3 separate regions of the Sus scrofa genome follow, and regions 2 and 3 are each linked to region 1. A link is a contact called in public HiChIP or PLAC-seq and promoter capture Hi-C data. All regions are on one chromosome and are shown on one strand. The core of a region is the stretch at or near the end of the contact, and the rest is flanking DNA. Distances in the headings are between cores, read along the strand shown. Region 1 holds the start of CNKSR3 (connector enhancer of kinase suppressor of ras 3). Region 2 has its middle 56 kb from the start of SCAF8. Region 3 has its middle 75 kb from the start of SCAF8.

Region 1 (3,445 bases), core at 407-2,906:
TACAGGCATGAGAGATGAGATGTAGAGATGAGCAGTGTGTGTTATGCCACAGTCATGGGTGAGACGATTAGAAAGATGACCTGATCTTACCAGTATTACCTACCTCTCAGGCTTACTGATGATCAAGGGCAATAACAGAGAGAGAGCTCTTAGCAAACGGTAAAGCGTTAGAGAATTCTAGTTATTATTATTGAGAAAGGACAGCATTCCTCACCTGGAAGAGCAGATAGAAGAAAGAAAAAACAAAAAAAACAAAAACAGTAACTTGAAAAGAGAGAGATGCTGAGCTGGGAGGGGGAGGGGGAGGAGTCTGCGAAAATACTGCTTTGGGTGGACCTGTTCTCTTAAAAAGGTACAAAGAGTCTTGCGGAATCTCCATCACCTGTCCCTCGAAATCTTGGGAGGTACTCAAAAGGCAAGCGTGACAGCGCGGGGCACAAGCTTCCACCTCTGCTGCACCACCCGCTGCCCCTCCAACCCACGGCTTTTCCTCATCCCAGATGACAGCGTAACTCGGGATAATGGGTCCCGACCGTTAAAGACTTCTTCCCAGGGTTTAAACGTGGCCTAAACATGCAGCGCCAGCGGGGGGGTACTGGCGCCTTCCCGGAGCAAAAGTCGCCGAGGGCCGGGGAGTCTGGCTCAAGGCTCCTCGCCGGCGCGAGTGCCGGAGAGTTGGCTCCCGCGCAGCCCTCTCTCCTCCAACAAAAACACAGCGGCTCGCCGCGCCGCCGGAGTCTCCCTTTACCTGTCCCACCGCCTCGTCACGCCGGAGAATTGCTCTGGGCTGGCGGCATTTACGAGGTCCGAGGGGAGTCACCCACACAAAGGCGCCTTGTGCCTCTGCGCTCCAGGACGGGCAGCCGGGGCGCCGGGGACGGTACCCAAGCAGCGCAGGGACGGCCACCCGCGTCCGACAGCCGCACTCCAACCCTCAGCCCCCCTTCAGCGGCCACCACCACCCACCGGTTTAAAGATCGGGCTTCCCTCGGCTTGTCACAACCCGCACCCCCGAGAAGAGCTAAGGGCGAACAGGCCACTCCGGAGAAGTTTACATTGTCACCGCGCGGCGCTCTCAAAGCTTCTCGCCGCGGGAGGGACGGAGCGCCCCCGACCCGCCGGCCCGATCCGCGGGGCTGCAGACGCCGGGCTTCCCCCAGGCCCGCTCACCTCTCGTCCAGTCCACCACTTGCTTGGGGCTCCACTTGGTCACGGGTTCCATGGTGGATGGCTGGGCACCCAGCGGGGCTGGAGTCGGCAGTAAAGTCCTGTTGTCCGCACCCGCTGCCCCTTCCCGGGAGGGCGCGCCCCGCGGCCGGTCCCCACGTCCGAGCGCCCGGTCAAGGCTGCATGGCCGCGGTCAGCGGGGCATCTCAGCGCGGCGCAGCCCCGGCAGAGCGGCCGGCCCTCTCCCCGGCGCACGGGACAGCCGCGCGGCTCCTCCTCCAGCTGCCACCGTCCAGCTGCAGCTCCTCCTCCTCCCCTCGCCGCCGCCGCCGCCGCCGCCGGGACCCCGGGCACAGCTGCTGCTCCTGGGCGATGGCAGCTGCGGGGACGAGGGGCTTCGAGCCCAGACACCCGGGCCTCGGCTCCACACGGGACCCTCCCGGCCCGGCCGCTCCCCGCCGCTCCTCTGCGCCTCCGGCCCCGACCGCTGCCTCCGGTTCTGGGGCCGCGCACTCCGCTCCCGCTCCAGCTCCTCCTCTGGGCGGCGAACTCTCCCGGGTCCCTGCTCCGCGTGCGCTGGCGTCCCCAGCCTTCCCGCCCGCAGGTCCCACCTCCTGCGCCTCCCTCGCTGGCCGCACCGGGGCGGGGAGGAGCGCTGGGCCAGCGCGCTCCGGTTACAAAGTTTCAGCTCCCGGCGGCGCGCTCGGAATAAAAGAGGGGGCGGGGCCGGACACCCCGCGAAACTCGGGGGAGGGGGAGGGGGACGGGCCGCCCGAAAGGCCAGCTCCTGTTACTTTCCCTCTCTAAGCCCTTCTCAGCACACCCCGAGTGGCCCGGGCCCTGCTTTCCTCTTCAAGGGGCGGGGTGTAGACCGTGAGCGCATCCTGGAGAGCCGGTTGGCTTGGGTGAGGCCCGGGTCCTATTGGTAACAGAACGGTCTGTCTCGCCGTGAGCAACAATACACGAAAGAAAAATGAGAAAGTAAAAAATAAAGATCTGCATGTTCTGTCCGTTCTAAGTGCTTTGTATCAATACCGCTCTGCGATCAAGTCCTCCTCCTTTTAGGTTTCTTACGGGAAGACGATTTTATTTTATTTATATTTTGGATGACATCGAGAAAATTTAACTCACTTCTCTTTTAATGCTCTGGCAGTATGTCAACTTCGGGACTAAAATGAATCATTTGGTAGCTTTTAGCGTTCTATATTGCCGTATTGCAATATGCATATTTGCAAAGTGAGCTAATGCTCATTTGAATTAGTCATCAATCTCGAAGGGAAAGTGGTTAACCAGCTCCCTACCCCCACCCAAAACATAGCTTGTGCACAGTTTCAGCGACTGGCAGGAGAAGGGCCCTTTTACTTGCAGGGACTCAAGCTGGGGCCTGAACTGGGGGAAAATCCTAAATCCTAATATCTACCCCTCCTCCGTCAAGCCCCACTGCATCCCCCCTCCAGCCCCAGGGAGCTCTGCTCACCGAGATTCTTTTGGCACTTAGCGATACCTACTTTCAGTTGTGGTTATTTATTTGCATCTTTCCCTTGGAGACGGTTACCCCCTTGCGGGCAGAATTCACCCGATCTTATATAGAGCTTTTTCTCCTTTCCCTCTTGCTACCGCCTAGCTGGTAGCACCTAGCACAGAGCCAAAGGTGTGGTTGGCATTTATTCATTCAATACATATTAGTGGAATGCCTCCTGTGTGTCAGCCCCGCATTCATGAAAAAGCCGTCGAATTAGTGTGTTAGGTACTGGTTATACAGGTCTATTTGGATGCATGTGTTGACGGACGGCTAGCAGAAGGCCTGAGTAGCTGCTGTAGAGTGTGATGAGCTGGAGCACCCAAGAAGAAGACATACATTTTAAAAAGAGAAACTTCAGACCCGCCTTCCATGCAACTTATCCACAGGAGAGAGGAGCCACAGCAACCCAGAAATAATGCAGTTAGCAAATACAACGATTTTTTTTTTTTTTGAGCAAGGGTCGTCTGTAGACCAGGAAATTTGGTATAGGCAATGACAAAATTAAAAATGGAGTAGTTGTCCTTTAAAAAATAAAATAAAAAGATGGACTGACTTTTAAACTTAATATCAGTTGTGAACCATCTTTTCTCTATGGTACTAAGTAGGGAGGATCTTGTTTTTTTGTTTTTGTCTTTTTAGGGCCACACTCATGGCATATGGAAGTTCCCAGGCTAGGGGTCTAATCAGAGCTGTAGCTGCTGGCCTATGCCACAGGCACAGCCACAGCAACGTTCCCAGGCTAGGGGTCTAATCAGA
Region 2 (3,445 bases), core at 630-3,129, 120 kb after region 1:
TTCCCATACTGTTTTATTTTCCTCCTAAGTCACTATAGTTTTTTCACCTTAGTGGAATATGAAAGAAGAGAGCTGAGCTAGGCTGTTCCCTGAGGCTCACTCGGGCTCAGTGTGTGATAACTGAATGCAGGACCCCTGTGTTCAGGTCACAGCTCTGTCACTGACCAGCTGCGTGACTATGTAAGTCACTTAACCCCTGTCAGCCCACTTCTTCCCCTGGAAAGGCCGCTTCATAAGAGTGTCCTTGCCTCACTTTGAGGTGTGTCAGGTTTTCTGCTTTTTTTTTTTCTTTTTTTCTTTTTAGGGTTGCACCTGTGGCATATGGAGGTTCCCAGGTTTGGGGTCCAATCAGAGCTGTAGCTGCCGGCCTACACCACAGCCACAGCAATGCAGGATCCCAGCCGGGTCTTTGAATTACACCACAGCTCTCGGCAATGCTGGATCCTTAACCCACTGGGAGAGGCCAGGTATCGAACCTGCATCCTCAGGGATGCTAGTAAGACTGGTTAACTGCTGAGCCACGAAGGGAACTCCCAAGGCTTTTCAGTTTTTAAAGAGGCATTATATCTGAGAACAATTAGGTAGTTGAGTTCCATTATTGGAAGGAACATCCGTGGTTATTTACAATGTATCAACACAGATTTCCTGTCTTCTCATGACCTTTTTAGTTAAATTGTTTCTGACACTGCTCTATGATTTCTAATTTTTGTATTCCTCTTTTCATCTCCATTTACAGAACCTGGCATTCCCTGGTAGCCTAGAGAGTGTTTTAGGATCCAGCATTGTAACTGCTATGGCGTGGGTTCAATCCTTGGCTTGGGAACTTCTGCATCAGTAAGTAAGTAAATAGTGAAGCAGATACAGGAGTTTATTACCCAAACAGGAGAGGCCAGGTCGAAGCAAAACAGTAAGCTTGTCTTCTCAACCCCAGGCCTCTCCCACTTCTTCTGGGTACCTTCCTTTTTGATTCAATTTCAAGTGTGCGAAGTCACCTGAAGTTTGCTGGTTCTTCTGCTACTGCCTGGAGTCTGTACACCTCAGGACGTGGCTTCTGGATTCACCCTCCTGCCGGTCAGCTGATGGAAGCATTTGTGCTAATGAGGGCCTCTCCTGCCTCTGGGGTGGCCTTCTGCCTGCACCTGCCTCACTAACCAGAAAAGAAATTATGTGGTTCAGGTTTGGGAACAGCTAGAACGGGGGAAGAGTATTTTGAGAAAGGGGAGCTGGAATCACATTCTGCAAACCGCTGTGTTCACAGCCCATAAATAGGGGACATTAGCCACTGTGAGACGTGAGATGGAGACGGGCGTGTGGGCCAGAACCAGGAAACAGGCAGAGCTAAAGCTCCCCACTCAGCACCAATGGAAACATGTAGAATAACCCCAGCAACTCTGAGTAAAGCAAAGGAAAATAGTGTTTCTTGGGTTTTTTCTGTAAGAGATGGAATATATATGTTTGGTGTCTGCCTGCCAAAGGAAACTTTTAGAATTTCTCTTGTTAGCCTGAGCTTCAGAATGTCAATGGCGTGTTTCCTTGTGGCTCAGTGGGCTAAGGATCCAGCATTGTCGTTGCTGTGGCTCCAGTCACCGCTGCAGGTTCAATCCCTGATTCCAAACTTCTGCATGCCATGGATGCGGCCAAAAAAATGTGGAAGGAAATGAAAGGAACACCGGGAGGGGTGCGTGCGTGTGTGGCTGGCTTCTAAATGATCACTGTTGCTGGTTAAGAGTTTCTGGTTTTATGATGTATGGTCCTGTTGTCATTTGTTTTGTTTTGAACTACATGGAAAATGTGACATTTTCAGGGAGGAGAGCCTGGATAGCAGGGAGATTCAGGGAAAAGGAATCAAAACAAGACTGGAAATTCCCCTTATGTTGAAGCATCTCAAAACTCATGACCTGGGAGGCAGCCGCAGTGGCGGAATCAAGGCAGGCTTTCCCGTGAATCATGCATTGCTTTGTGATCGCAACAGCGCTTCCTGCTCCAGTCAACAGGGCATCCAGGGTGGAGTTCATGAGAAAAAACCTGTCTTAGTGATGAAGCACCAATTTTTCAACTTGAGCCAAGCAACATGCAGTAAGAATATCATGCCCACGATTCACCAAAAGAGTCTTGAACAAGTTTTGAATCTGATGGAGGGTACAAAAAGGGCACAAAAGTAATTCAAGGCACATCCTCTGCCATGAAGGGGTTTTTGGAGGATCTTCTGGGAAGTGTGGATTCGGAGAACGGCAATGGCAGGATGGGGCAGAGAACCAGAATGAAAGGTGCAGGACCTGACCTGTTTTTTGTTTAGGGAAGAGGGTTTGGGCCACGCCCACCACACACAGAAGTTCCCGGCCAGGGATCAAACCCAGATCACAGCAGCAACCCAAGCCACTGTGGTGACAACATTGGATCCTTACCTGCTGAGCCACAGGGAACTCCTGGACCTGTCTTTCCATGACCCCTATGGAATGATCAGGCTTCTCAAAGCCAGACCCTCTGGGCACACCCCTTCTGCCTGCAGGTTCTCTGGTTTGCTTTCTTAGCAGAGAAGGGCAGGACAGTTCAGCTCTCATGATGAAGAGTCAGTCTTACATGCATGCGCCTGCCTGGATGACACAACAGAACCCAGGAGGGCTCCCTGTCCAAAGTATTGGCCTCTTGCCTGTTCTCTAATTAGAGTTCTTTCTGCACAGGTAGTGCAATAAAGTAGAAAGAGCTTGGACTTCAACTTCAGGCAGACTGAGCTCAGATCTCAGCTCTTCTGCACACTACAGACATTTAGCAAGTCACTTCTTTTGTGAACCCTTATTTCCACATCTGGTACCTGGGATAATGTAGGTAAAAATGCTGAGACAATAAGAACTGGCCACATACTATTTTCCTTCCTTTCTTTTCTGAGTCTAATTGGGTAAATACTCTGGAGCTGAGTAACATTCTAAGCTTTTATATTCTGGGAAATAGATGTCTCTCTAGGGAAATTAGTTATCAGCTTCAACTGTTATCCAGAATATTGGTGCTCTAACCACTCAAGGACATAATATTTTCAACAAAGATCTCTCTCTCTCTCTATCTCTCTTTTTTTTTTTTTTTTTGTCTTTTTGGGCCACACCAGCAGCACATGGAAGTTCTCAGGCTAGAGGCTGAATTGGAGCTGCAGCTGCCAGCCACAGCCAAAGCCATAGCAAGGCTAGCTCAGAGCCACGTCTGTGACCTACACCACAGCTCATCGCAACACTGGATCCTTAACCCACTGATCGGGGCCAGGGATTGAACCCTCATCCTCACAGACACCATACTGAGCCCCCATACCACTGAGCCACAAATGAAACTCCCTGTGTGGGCATGTTTTAAACAGCTATCTCGTGAACATGCTCTACGTGCAGGAACTGGAACTCTGACTCCCCTCACTGACCATAACTTCGCAACTCGAGGGATGGGAGGCAGGGCTGAATAGACT
Region 3 (3,445 bases), core at 299-2,798, 100 kb after region 1:
AGGAAAACCAAACCAAACCAAAGCAAAGAGCCTTATTTTTTTATTCTTCCCTATATTTTTGGCTATGGAGTGGAAGGAAAGACAATTTTATGGATGCAAAGTTAATCAGTCAACGGGAGGCCATCCTTTCTTTCTTTCTTTTTTGTCTTTTGTCTTTTTAGGGCCGCACCCATGGCATATGGAGGTTCCCAAGCTAGGGGTCGAATCAGAGCCGTAGCCGCCAGCCTATACCACAGCCACAGCAACACCAGATCTGAACCTCGTCTGCGAGCTACACCACAGCTCATGGCAACGCCGGATCCTTAACCCACTGAGTAAAGCCAGGGATCGAACCTGCAACCTCATGGTTCCTAGTCGGATTCATTTCCACTGCACAACAACGGGAACTCTCATGTTTTCTTTCTCAGGGATATTGATAACTAATTGTGACCAGACTTGCCTTTGTCTTTCCTCCTTAGCGTTTTGCCCTGAATCCATGGACCATTTGGGTTTCTATTCCAATAGCAGCACAGAAAAGACCCCATTGCCAGTGTTCACATAGATCAACCCTACTTATTCCCAAATAGAAGGAAAAAGAAATTTTGTTCTTCCCAAGTTACCTCTTGGATTTATGTATCCGATATACCTTACAATGGATATGATTTGATGTATTTTGATAACAGAGATAGGGCATGCAAGAGCGATCAAGGGAAATTTTAAACTCCTTATAAATGGAGCCCTATTCCAAATCATAAGAACAAATCAGGGAGCTCCCACTGTGGCACAACAGGATCAGCAGCGTCTTGGGAGCACTGGGACTCGGATTCGATCCCCTGCCTGGCAGAGGGGCTTAAAAATCCAGCATTGCCATAGCTGCAGCTTAAGTTGCAGCTGTGGCTTGGATGTGATCCCTGCCCGGGAGCTCCATGTACCTCAGGATGGCCAAAAATGCAAAAAAAAAAAAAAAAGAACAAATCATAAAGACAAAATTTTGAAGAAAACGCTGATGTCTTCTTTGATAAAAGTATATAGGTAAATATCTAAAGTATATAAGTACTCAGTATTTTTCTTATGAAAGAAAGTCTGGCTTAGTAAAATCAAAATGTGGAGCTCCTGCCCGTGGAACAGTGGAAACGAATCCGACTAGGAACCATGAAGTTGCAGGTTCAATCCCTGGCCTCGCTCAGTGGGTTAAGGATTCATCGATGCCCTGAGCTGTGGTGTAGGTCACAGATGCAGCTCGGATCCTGCATTGCTGTGGCTGTGGTGTAGGCTGGCAGCTGTAGCTCTGATTGGACTCCTAGCCTGGGAACCTCCATATGCCACAGGTGCAGCCCTAAAAAAAGCAGAAGAAAAAGAAAGTAAAATCAAAATGTGAACTTAACAGGATATATGTCACAGGAGCTGGATTAGCTAAATTAGGAGCCAGAGAAAAAAACTAGGAATTCATCTCGGAGAAGATTTCTGCTCTCACATTTCCTTTTTTATATTTTGGAGACAACTGTCCTCCATGCCCTGAAATCCGGTCACTGCAAAAACAGCCGCTAAGAAAGCCAGTGACACCACCGTCTTCAGCTGATTTGTTTAAACCCTGTAATTAGCTCCAAAGGTCACTTTGATTTTAAGCCTAGAGCCAGTGGCTTTCTGAGAAGTTTCCTGTTTTCTTTTTAGAAGAAAAACAACCAGCCTGAATGATAAGAATTTGCGGCCAATTCTAAACGCAAAGCCTGGTGCATTTAAATATTTCCACAGATTTCTGTTCTCACCACAGGACTCTGACTTTCAAAACTGCATTTCTTTCATAATTCCGCAAATATGAATTTCCCTGAATTTGCCTCTTGACAGCTTTCCAATGGCCAAACTGGGCGATTAACGTTATTGTTTTTCTAATAACATGGGCCGTTAGGGAAAAGGAATTGCATTCATTTCTGACTGTTGCTAATTTTTGGTTTTGATTTGTAAGGATCAATATTCTGAAAGGATGTTTCTGGTGACTGGGAGAAACATAACGTCATTTCCATTTAAACGGATTTTCACTAAGAAGACTTCCTACTGAGTTAAATCAGCCTCTTATCTTATTCCTGATACAGATATATTCTGAAAAGCCACGGGTTGCCTTCTATGCGATTAAACGCATGAGGCCAAAAATGTACTCAGAAAGGAGTTCCCCGATGGCACAGAGGGTTAAGGACCTGCATTTTCACTGCTGTGGCTTGGGTCACTGCTGTGTGCAGGTTCTGAGAACTTCCACATGCTGTGGGTGTGGTCAAAAAAAAAAAAAAGAAAGAAAAAAACTTAGAGAAACTCTAGTTGTTCTTAATAATAATAATCTTCATGCATAAACTTAATCTCTGGGCAGTTTAACCAGAAGCCCTTTCTGAGGAAATGTGTTCCATGGACTTAGTCTTCACACGGAAAAATTATTCTTAGAGTTCCCGTCATGGCTCAGCAGAAACCGATCTGACTAGCATCCATGAGGATGCAGGTTTGACCCCTGGCCTCACTCAGTGGGTTAAGGATCCCGCATTGCCAAGAGCTGCGGTGTAGATTGCAGATGAGGCTCAGACCTGGCATGGCTGTGGCTGTGGGAATCTGAGCCGCAGCTGCTGTGGCAACACCAGATCCTTTAACCCACTATGCCACAGCGGGAACTCACAGTCTTTGATTTTTCAGTCAGCAAAATGAGAGGATGGAATAGAGATGAACTCTAAAGTAACTTTCTGTGGTTAAGCCGAACTTTCAGTGAAAGTTTAACGCAGTCTTACTTCAGTCCTACACCAGTGTTGACTTGTAAAAAAGCACACAACCTAAGACCTGTATGGTGCGTTTATTCAGTGTCTTCCTGAGAATTCGACCCCAAGAGACAGTCTTTTTGAGAGCTCTGAAACCAGAGAGGTAAGGGGGCACTCAGGATATAGGTGATTTTGGCCAAGGGTACCAGCAACTAAGCACACCTCTTGGTAGAAGGTTGCTGCTGGTCACAAGGAACAGGCATCTTTGTTTATGGTTTTAGTGCTTTTCTAAGTATGGGAAGATGCAAGAATCCAGGTTCCTACTATATTTCTCCTGAAAATATCTGACTATCTGTAGGCCTGTTCTGCCCCCAGAACACAGAGCGCCTCCTTCCTGATCCCTGCCTTGAATTCCTTCCAGGGCGCCTCGAAGGGCAGCACCTGCAGTAGCTAATGACTTGATTCTTGCAGAACTGGGTGACCGAGAGTGGCCACTACGCTTTAACAAAACTGGTCAATGCCAAGGTCACTCTTAAGTAGACGCAAAGCCCAAATATTTCACTCGGTGGAATTATCAGTTTTTACTGCCAATGTCTTAATTGCGATCAGGAAAAGTTAGCAAAACGATAGAGAAAGTTAACAATTTTTCTTCTGCCTGTGGCCCTGAAATTGGTGTCTTGAACTTTCCTATCTTTCCACTGAGCTGTCCTTTCAATGCCCCCCTGCTGGTGAAG

Evidence for each region. Promoter capture Hi-C pulls out the DNA fragments that hold promoters and counts their contacts. HiChIP or PLAC-seq counts read pairs in DNA pulled down with a chosen protein or histone mark.
Region 2: a contact with region 1 is called in an H3K27ac HiChIP or PLAC-seq map of skeletal muscle. The contact joins the enhancer-like site here to the promoter of CNKSR3 in region 1. A contact is called at or near these places in 6 of 47 Hi-C or Micro-C datasets (alveolar macrophages, brain, fibroblasts and 3 more) and 1 of 2 datasets of contacts at active chromatin or transcription factors (skeletal muscle).
Region 3: a contact with region 1 is called in a promoter capture Hi-C map of liver, with 3 times the contacts expected there. The contact joins the enhancer-like site here to the promoter of CNKSR3 in region 1. A contact is called at or near these places in 2 of 5 promoter capture datasets (fetal liver and liver), 7 of 47 Hi-C or Micro-C datasets (brain, fetal heart ventricle, fibroblasts and 3 more) and 1 of 2 datasets of contacts at active chromatin or transcription factors (skeletal muscle).

What each region holds. Positions count from the first base shown.
Region 1 is chr1:12,295,951-12,299,395 of Sscrofa11.1, reverse strand. CNKSR3 (connector enhancer of kinase suppressor of ras 3) reads right to left here and starts at 1,656. Exons shown (of 13, transcript XM_021086603.1): 1 at 1,171-1,656. The coding sequence starts at 1,222.
Region 2 is chr1:12,175,540-12,178,984 of Sscrofa11.1, reverse strand. No RefSeq gene overlaps it. Among named protein-coding and RNA genes, the nearest start is that of SCAF8, 56 kb to the right of the region's middle. Within about 2 kb of position 1,879, at least 6 of the 83 cell types and tissues checked have an H3K27ac peak or open chromatin away from gene starts, as enhancers often do. A contact at or near this core is called in retroperitoneal adipose tissue, where this site is marked.
Region 3 is chr1:12,194,709-12,198,153 of Sscrofa11.1, reverse strand. No RefSeq gene overlaps it. Among named protein-coding and RNA genes, the nearest start is that of SCAF8, 75 kb to the right of the region's middle. Within about 2 kb of position 1,548, at least 10 of the 83 cell types and tissues checked have an H3K27ac peak or open chromatin away from gene starts, as enhancers often do. A contact at or near this core is called in fetal liver and liver, where this site is marked.